2 separate regions of the Mus musculus genome follow, and region 1 is linked to region 2. The links are chromatin contacts, called in public Hi-C maps. All regions are on one chromosome and are shown on one strand. Each heading gives the region's core, a stretch centred on a gene start, on an enhancer-like site or on the middle of the called end of the contact. The rest is flanking DNA. Distances are from core to core; before and after follow the strand shown. Region 1 holds the start of Acaca (acetyl-Coenzyme A carboxylase alpha). Region 2 overlaps Gm11437 (predicted gene 11437).

The links. A called contact is a pair of places that touch in the nucleus more often than the background predicts.
Region 1: a Hi-C map of liver shows a contact between it and region 2, with 2.0 times the contacts expected there. The contact joins the promoter of Acaca here to the enhancer-like site in region 2. A contact is called at or near these places in 4 of 39 promoter capture datasets (3T3-L1-derived adipocytes, cranial neural crest, embryonic stem cells and 1 more), 4 of 484 Hi-C or Micro-C datasets (the HPC-7 cell line, liver and nephron progenitors), 4 of 115 datasets of contacts at active chromatin or transcription factors (double positive thymocytes, embryonic stem cells, intestinal crypt epithelium and 1 more) and 3 of 9 other capture datasets (adipose tissue, liver and pancreatic islet).

Annotation. Positions count from the first base shown.
Region 1 is chr11:84,192,663-84,197,389 of GRCm38.p6, forward strand. Acaca (acetyl-Coenzyme A carboxylase alpha) reads left to right here and starts at 2,776. Exons shown (of 54, transcript NM_133360.2): 1 at 2,776-3,025. The coding sequence starts at 2,802.
Region 2 is chr11:84,144,465-84,149,328 of GRCm38.p6, forward strand. Gm11437 (predicted gene 11437) reads right to left here. Exons shown (of 7, transcript NM_001037932.2): 7 at 3,897-4,238. The coding sequence ends at 4,161. It also overlaps a transcript of Acaca not described here. Among named protein-coding and RNA genes, the nearest start is that of Tada2a, 17 kb to the left of the region's middle. Within about 2 kb of position 1,812, at least 18 of the 459 cell types and tissues checked have an H3K27ac peak or open chromatin away from gene starts, as enhancers often do. A contact at or near this core is called in intestinal villus epithelium and liver, where this site is marked.

The sequences.
Region 1 (4,727 bases), core at 1,526-4,025, 49 kb after region 2:
TGTAAACATACTCAGCCTGAGTTCTGGGAAATGAAATTATTTTTTCTTTATTGCCTTATTTTTAATGAAATGTTAGAAGTAGTAAGTGTTGCAATGCATTGATTCTGAGTATTTTTTTTTTTTTAGGAAAGCTATTTTATGAAATAAAGTTGGATCACTGTTTAGTATATTTAGAAATAATAAAGTTTTCGAATATGAAATGTTTTTGTTTTATATCATTGAGTAATAAACTACTGACTTTATGCTTGAAGTTAGATAATATTTACCAGAAAACATAATATTATCAATTTTACTATTTTTGTACTAGACTGAGTAGAACTGGAATTGAGAAAAAAAATTGGTTTTTAAAAGAAGAAAAAGAAAACCAAATGAACAGAAAAAGCAACCTTCAAATCTCTGTTTTTCTCTTTATTTAGTTCTTTTTGGAGGCGGATATCTGCTGAGACAATAAGAATTATAAGAGGTCAGTTTCAAATAATAGTCTTTTATGTTTACACTGTAGTAAAAGTTTTAATGTGCTAAGATGTTAAACTGTGGGTTTCTGTTGTCTTCCACAAAGAATATTGGCAGACGTAGGGTGAGTGACCCAAGCGAACAGGGAGGCTGACAATGACAACGGTGGTGACCCACTGCCTTCTCTCTAATTTAGGACTGGAATCAATGGAAATGGGACAGGCTGTGGCAGCTTCTAGAGTGTCTGGATGGCTACTCAGTGATTTTCCAGGCATGACCTCCCTTTCTGGTGGCATACATGCCTGCGCTAGGGAGCAGTGTTCCGTACAGGTGCTTGCCGCTGGGCAGGCGTCAGTTGTTAAACACGGCTGCTTCCAGTCTGTGCAGCCCTTAGAAAAGGCTGCCTGGGTTCTGGCCGCTAGGAGGGGCCAGGATGAAGGGCTGTGCTGAGCCTTTCATTCATCAGCCCAGGGACTGTATTTTACTAACGCTGACCTTCTTTACTTTCATGATCTCCAAGCGTCACTACTTTCTCATGAACTTTATTTTATTTTTGTGACCATCAGATTTCAGTCAGATTATAAATTAGAATGTACACCTGTGTGCCTTGGTTCCCTTGTGAAGGCAGCAGCTGTGAGCCAGGTGTGGAGGTGTACTAATGTCATCCCAGCTATAGGTATCCCCTGCTGTAGAAGTTTGGGGTTAGCCTGACTGTGAGATGCTGTCTCTTCCCTGCCTCTCCAAATACTTGGCCAGCTTTCATTTTTTTATTCTCTCGGTTGCTGTATCTTTTATTATTTTTAACATGGTCAGTGTATTGGAATGTCACTTTTTCCTTTCCTCTTATTCCCTAACTCAATTTTTCTTTTTTTTTTTAAGATTTATTTATTTATTTTATGTATATGAGTACACTGTAGCTGTACAGATGGTTGTGAGCCTTCATGTGGTTGTTGGAAATTGAATTTAGGACCTCTGCTCGCTCTGGTCCATAGATTCATTTATTATTATACATAAGTACACTGTAGCTGTCTTCAGACACACCAGAAGAGAGTGTCAGATCTCATTACTGATGGTTGTGAACCACCATGTGGTTGCTGGAATTTGAACTCAGGACCTTCAGAAGAGCAGTCAGTCTTACCTGCTGAGCCACTTCACCAGCCCTCCCCTTTTCTTCTAATGATTTGGTTGTCTTTTAGACTGAACTCCATACACTTTGGAGACTAAAAAAAAAAAAAGAAATACAATACAGAGATCTGTCTTCTAATAGTTTCATGCCCTGGAACTCACAGAGATCTACCTGCTTCTGCTTCTTGAGTGCTGGGATTAAAGGCATGTGCCACCATACCATGATTTAAAGTTTTTAAAATAAGTATGTTGAAGGGAAAGAATACTTTTAACTTTGTTTGTTTTTGTTTTCTTATGGGGCTTTGAACTGGTAACTATTTTTGGTCAGGTTTGTTCATTATCTACTGATGATAGCTAGTAAGGTCCACTATCTAGAAAAATGGAGTTTGTGATGGCACATCAACCACTTTGAATACAGATTTAAAATTTGGTAGTAGATTCACTCCCTCTACCAATTCTGTGTACAGAACTAAACAACAAAAATAGACATTTGGGGGTAGATTTTTAAAATAATCAGTTGAAAAAAAAACCTCATGTACACACACGAGGTTTTGTTGTTTTACTTTAAATACATATGTTTAGTAAAATTCATAACTTTCATTGTATTGTGTTTGGCACCAGGTGATCATTATGTAGTTTAACCACCCAGTTTCAAGCAACTTCCACTCTTGCTAAACTCTTTAGCACTCTTTACCCACGCTGCTACAGATGAGTCACAGTCTCACAACAGCTTTGCTTACAGGAAAGTGTTCCCATTGGTATAGTTATTCCTTCAGTCTCACTGAAATTGTGAAGAGATTGGTAATGCGCATACTGTGAGAACTACTTCTAAAACTTTTAATTTATAAGCATAGTTACCACAACCTCTCTTTTCCTCCCTTGGAGGAAACAAACATACTGGAATAGAATAGCCATGGAAGCCAGGCTTTAATCTCAGCACTTGGGAGGCAAAGGTAAGTGGATCTCTGTGAGTTCAAGGCCAGGCTGATCTGTAGAGTAAGTTCCTGGACAGCCAAGGCTAAACAGACAAACCCTGTTTTAAAAAAACCAAAAAAACCCAAAAAGAGTAGCCAAGCAAGCCAGTTCTTAGACTCAGACTTATTTCCAAGCCACTTGTGGTTTATGCTTTACTTTCTTGTGTGTTCTCATCTATAGGTTATTGCTTATAACCTACTTTTCTCTTAATTTTTCCCATAGCTCTGAGAGCTTATTTTGAAAGAATAATGGATGAACCATCTCCGTTGGCCAAAACTCTGGAGCTAAACCAGCACTCCCGATTCATAATTGGGTCTGTGTCTGAAGACAACTCAGAAGATGAGATCAGTAACCTGGTGAAGCTGGACCTAGAAGAGAAGGAGGGCTCCCTGTCACCAGCCTCCGTCAGCTCAGATACACTTTCTGATTTGGGGATCTCTGGCTTACAGGATGGTTTGGCCTTTCACATGAGGTGAGAAGAATTGCTTCATGGTTAATGTGTTTAATCTGTCTTGTTATTTTCACTGCTTATGTTCTGAAAGGAATAAGAATATATTAATTTCACCTCCATTCCCTGGCCCATCTTCTATGACTAGGAAATGATGCACTTTTCAGGCTTGGGGAGTATCTTTTCCTACGTGTTCTCCTCAGTTTTTCCATCCTTTATACATACTAGGCCCTTCAGTATGACCCAGTGAAGGAGAGTTTGGTTGAAGAATTTCAGCTTCTGTAGTACTTTGATTAATAATGTTGCAACTCTCATTGAGTGATAGGAATTTGGCAGACATGGCCAAATTTGTAGTCTTTCCTCCTCTCCCGTATCAGTGCTAGCAACTGAAACCAGAGCCTTATACATGCTAGGTGAATGAACCGCTGATCTTCATCCTTAGCCCGTGGCATTTTGTTTTTTGTGTTTTGAGTCAGGGTTCTGTTACCCAGGTTGGACTGGAACTTCCTATATAGAACAGGCTGACCTGGAGCTTGCTGAGACCTTCCTGCTTTTGCTACCTGAGTGCTGAGACTGTACACTATGCTATGGACATTTTGTTTTTGAACCTGGGTCTGATGTACCTCCAAACTCCTGAATTCTTGATCCTCCTGACTCCACCTTCTTAGTGCTGGTATTAGAAGTGTGTGCTACCTCACTCATGTTAAAGTAATGTTTTTTGTTTTGTTCTGGGACAGGGTCTCATATAACTCAGGCTGGCCTCAAACTTACTATGTAGCCCAGCCCAGGCTGACATTAAACTCCTAATCTTGCTGCCCTGGCTTGGGAGTGCTAGAGCTACTGGACTGCTGGGTACTGGTATAAGCCACCACACCCTTTGATGGATGGCTGATTAGACAACTTAGGCTAGTCATTTACTTTTTAATTCTTAGGTTTAAGGATTTTGGAGCAAATATTTTGTGAGTAAACTTTAGGAAATTATCCTCATCTCTAGAAATTTGAACACACAGAGACAGAAATATGCAATAAAACAAACAAACAAACAAACAAAATGTTAGCTAGATGATTTTAATGTGCATTGAGGGTAAGTATTGAGGTTCTAAGCTAGATAAACACAAATTAGGGTAGCTGCTGCTACTGTTATTATCTTGATAGTCTGTTATTAATGGGTCATAAAATAATTAGGCTTCTTTTTATATACTGAAGAATTGATTCTATAGTAAAATCCATTTTGATAATTCATTGTTGTTATCTGTGGGGCTTGGAATCGTAGCTTCTGTAAAATGAGGCAGTTAGTATATATTAATAATCACTCCCATTTAAGCTATGTGGAGGACAGAAGAATAAAGCAACTTAGTTATGTTTTATTTCATGGTTCCTGGGACTTGCAGTGAAGCAAATGCCCTACCTAAAGTTTTAGTGCTGTATTTATGAATTGCCAGTACTGTATCTCTTATGTCTTAGGCTTACCCTAAACTTGGGTTTGGCCTGGCTTACCTCCTAATCACTGTGATTTCAGGCACACACTACCTTGCTTGATGAGCCAAATGTTTTTGTTTTTTGTAGAGATCTGATGAGGAAAAATAACTTGGTTAAGGTTGATAATTCAAACTCAAATGTCTCAGTTGAATTTTTGTTAATTGTTTTACTCTGATTGCCTGACCTTACAATCTTTTCTTTTTCTTTTTCTTTTTCTTTTTCTTTTTCTTTTTCTTTTTCTTCTTCT
Region 2 (4,864 bases), core at 562-3,061:
AGCTAGCTATAATGTACTCATATACATAAAAATCAATAAATCATTTTTTAAAAATTAAGAAATGGAGACTGGAGAGGTGACTCAGCACTAGAGAGAACTCATTGTTTTTGTTGAGGACCCACGTTGAGTTCTCAGCCCCTCATGTCAGCTTATAACCACAGGCAACAGACATACATAGTGCATATTCATACATGAAGATAAAACATGGATGCACAATAAATAAATCTGAAAATGAAGAAACGGCTATATATTTGCTACATATTTTGGGTTGACAATATTTTAGATTTATTTTTGTTATTTTAATGTACATGTATGTGGGTGTGTACAAATAAATTCCACATGCATGTAGGTAGGTACCTGTGGAAGCCAGAAGAGGGTGTCAGGTCTCTTGGAATGACAGTTACAGGTGGCGCCTATGAGTTGCCTGGTATAGGTGCTAAGAACCAGACTCAGTTCCTCTGGAATAGGAACAGTTCTCTAGCCCTTTATATATTTATATTTTGTATTTATGTTTAACAAAATAACACTTTTTAAGAAAAAATCTTTCTTGTAGCCCCTTTTCTATTTTGCATAGCATACAAAAACTGGGTTTCATTGTGACATTTTCATATGTATATCTCATACTTGAGTCTTACCACACACACCCCCACCTCCTTTTTCTCTAAAATAGTTCCCACTTTTGCTTTCTGGTTATTTGCATACCATTACTTTTCTGAAAGGAATTGTCTTTTGAAACAGGGTCTCACTAAGTAGCCGAGATTGGCAGAGAACTCACTATGTAGTCCGTGCTGGCCAGGAGGAATTCCTGGCAGTCTTCCTGCCTCGGCTGTCTAGTGCTAGAATCATTCCTGAGCCATAGCACCTGGCTCTCAAGCAATCCTTCTAACATCCCACAAATACAGCCATTTACTCAATGCCATTAGGCAATAGCTTCAAAAGTTCAAAGTAGAGGTTTTTTAAATGTGTCTTGTTTGCACCAAGTAAGAATTTGCCTTAATCTTTGGACTCAAAAAAAGTATTGAGAAGCTGAGCGGGTGGTTCACACGTGTATTCTCAGCACTTGGAAAGCTGAGGCAGGAGGATAATTACAGTCCTACATAGTAAGTTCAGAGCAGCCTGGGCTACTGAGTGAGAGGGGGGAAAAGTACTGAATTGGGATATAGCCAGGTGGAGTGGTGCAGACTTGCAAGCCCAGTCTTAGGAGCTAGAGAGAGAGAAATCCGAAGTTCAAGATCACCGTCGACGACCACATTGTGAAGTTACAGCGAGCTAGACTGCACAAGACCTTATTGAGCAATGCAAAACAAAGCAAAGGGTATCAGGGTCACACCAACCCTTCAGAAAGAAAGGCTTCTAGCTCCCTTTGAGACTGAAAATACACACAAAATAATTAGTGTGCCAGTTGGAAATATGGTGCTAATGTACTAGTGGGAAAAAGGGACATCAGGTTAAAAGTGGTATGGAGAGTGTCATGCTATGCAATATATGTCTCTCACCATATACACATCTATTTGTAATGCCCATAAAAGAACTATCAGTGTTACTGGTTACCTGTGGGAGGAGGGATTAAATGTAACTTCTATTCTTCTATTCCTTTACAGTCTTCATTATTTTGTGTAAATTTCAATAGTGGGAATGTACTTTAGTAATCAGAAAAACACTTTGATGAGATACTTTAATGAGAAACCATTTGCATCAGGAGTTTGGCACTTTGCAGAGGACTTGCTGGCAGTTGCATTGAGTGTGTCTACAATGATGACCGGAGCATTTGTGTGTGACTCTGGGCAATCTGCAGACTGAAGTCCACATTGCAAAGTCCACACAGGAGTGCCCTCTTCTCCTCTGCTCTCCTCAGCTCCTAGTTTCCAAATCCTCCCTCTGCTAGGGGAGGGATTCAAAGTGGCTAGCAGATTAGGGAGTGGGAAAAATGCTTGGAAGAGTCTTTGCTGTTGCCAAGACAACTGCCCACAAGCAGAATGCACAGTTTGGATCGTGTCAATTTCCACGAAGCAAGTCAGTACAGGTGTCACCCAGGTCTCACTCTCACAGAAGAGCAGAACTGATGAGCACCCAGCATGGCTCTCATCTTCTAGGAAATCTCACGTTTCCGGGTTAGGGAACATTCTGTTGGTGACGGAAGGGATGAATGCTGGCATTAATCCTAGAATCAGATTGAGTCTTTTTAATGGCCTCCCCTCCTAGACTGGGGAAAGAGCAGGCTTTTTTTTTTTGTTTCTTCTCAAATATAGGGCCAAGCAAAGTAATGGGTATCAGAGTAAACGTGAGGTGTTGAGCCACTAGTCGGGTACACACGATCCACTCACATATCCAAGGCCACGCATGGTCTAGTGTCCCCTGTCTGCTGTGCCCTGAAAGTTCTGTGGAATTTGAGAGGTTCTTCTGCTCTTCCAGGAAGCTTTGACTCACAATTGCCTTGTATCTGTCCTTTCCTCTTGGCTCAGCTTGTTCCCTGCTTAGGTAGTACACTTTCAAGAATCCTGTTGGGAACAGTACTTAAAGTGGAAGGAGGAAGGCTAGACTTTGTCTCTGGTTTCTTCTTGAGAACTAAGAAAACAGAATCACTTGCCAGACTTGGTGACACGTGCCATGCCTGTAATGCAAGTGCCTAAAAGTGGGAGACAGGAGGATCATGAGCTGAAGGTTATCTGGGAGTGTGTGTGTGCATGTATGTGTGCGTGTGTGTACACATATACATGACAACTGGAAAGGTTTCACAATCACAGGGAAAGCAGCAGGACGGCCCCATCCACTGCTTCAGTTGCTTCAGGCCCTGGCTCTCTTTTCCACTGAACTCAATGTTTTTGTTTTATTTTACGAAACAGGGTTTCTCTGTGTAGCCCTGGCTGTCCTGGAACTCACTCTGTAGACCAAGCTGGCCATGAATTCAGAGATCTGCCTGTCTCTGCCTCCTGAGTGTTTGAATTAAAGGTATGTGCCATGACTTTCTAACCCTCTCGGAACTCTTGATTAGCAGGTCAGACTTTGTTTATAGCTATGCCCTTGTGAGAGGGCTCATCATCGCAATCATTTTGTTCTAGAGCCTTTATCAAAACCATATGCAGCTCACTGGTAAAATAATGCCCAGCCAGGAGGTGGGAAGGTCGGGAGTTCAAGGTGATCCTCAGGTACATAGCAAGTTGGAGGCCAGCCTGAGCTACATCATAAAATCTTGTCTCACAAAATTAAAAATTAAATAAGGCACAGCCAGGCTTTCTGGTGCACACTTGTATTGCCAGCTCCTCTTGGAGGCTGAAGCAAGAGAGTTGAAAGTTCAGCTCACAGCACAAAAGAAAAAAAAAGGAAAACAAAGCATAATATCAGACCTACTTTAGGAATCCTGAACCTTCAGATTTCATGTGAAGCTATATTTCTGCTGTCCTGAAACTCTTTAGGAATGACTTATTAAGAAGGGCCTTGGGGGCCAGGCATGGTGGCGCATGCCTTTAATCCCAGCACTTGGGAGGCAGAGGCAGGCAGATTTCTGAGTTCAAGGCCAGACTGGTCTACAAAGTGAGTTCCAGGACAGCCAGGGCTATACAGAGAAACCCAGTCTTGAAAAACCAAAAAAAAAAAAAAAAAAAAAAAAAAAAAAAAAAAAGAAGGGCCTTGGGATGCCTAAGGCTGGGTTCCCTTCACCAGGTTGTTGATAACTGTGTGTAGTGACAGAGGCTAAATCGTAAGTCATAAGCCCTGGGAGAGGAGGTGCCCCATGGAAGGTGGATGACAGCATGAGCATGAGGAGAGCTGGGAGGCCAAGAGGAACTGGGATGTGTGCCGTGCTGTCAGCTCCAGGCCTTGGGAGGCTGTGTTCGTCTCTCCTCCGAGAAAGCAGCAAGGGCCATTCATAACACTTGGAGGCAAGGACTTTATCTTCATTTTCTGGGATGGAAAGGTTTATGAATGTTTATGAATGTGCAAAGTGAATTGCAGAGGCACATGGCCGTGCCAGTTGCAGAGGCATGGATGTAGCTCTGCTCACCCCAGGCTTCGCCTTTACCTGTCCTGGCATACCGTTGGATTACAATGTCCCCGTGAAGATTTAAGTGTGAGAGCTTCAAGCGTCATCCCGTATTGACTCACACTGAGGAGATGGTGGTCTAGAAGACAGTGCTTGTGTTCAGAGTCAGGTGAAGCACAGCTCAGAAGTATGTCTGGTAGATTATAGCGATGTCTGTCGTTTTCTTTGAGTCTGAAGAGTTAGGAACATTGTGTTTCACCTGGAGGTCGAAGGGACACATGAATAAGGGTGTGAATGACCTAAATCATCAACAAGGGATGGCTGAGGAGAACCCCCCCACACACACACACACACAAATCAAGGACACCTGAGTTTGCCTCTTTGCTGCCAATGGTTGTTCAGTGACTATGTGAACACCGTGCTTATGAGCTTAGCACCTAAAAATCACTAGCTGGGTGCCCATCTTCACTCCTTCCTTACCACATTTTCTTGAATGGAAAAGGCCCTGTATGTCCAGCTACTTTGGATCCCAAATACACAGGAATTCTAGTTCATTCCTTGAATCAAACCCAACGAATCTCATTATGTTTTAACGAGGTAGGGATTTAGACAGAGATCTGGGGCCTGAGTGAATGTTTAAGTTTGAGACAGGATCTCTTATATATCAAGCTACCTCACTATGTAGTGGAGCATGCCTTGAACTCTTTTTTTGTTTGTTTGTTTGTTTGTTTTTCTTTTTCTTTTTTTGAGACGGTTTCTCTGTATAGCTCTGGCTGTCCTGGAATTCACTTTGTAGACCAGGCTGGCCTTGAACTCAGAAATCCGCCTGCCTCTGCCTCCCAAGTGCTGGGATTAAAGGCGTGTGCCACCACATCCGGCTGCCTT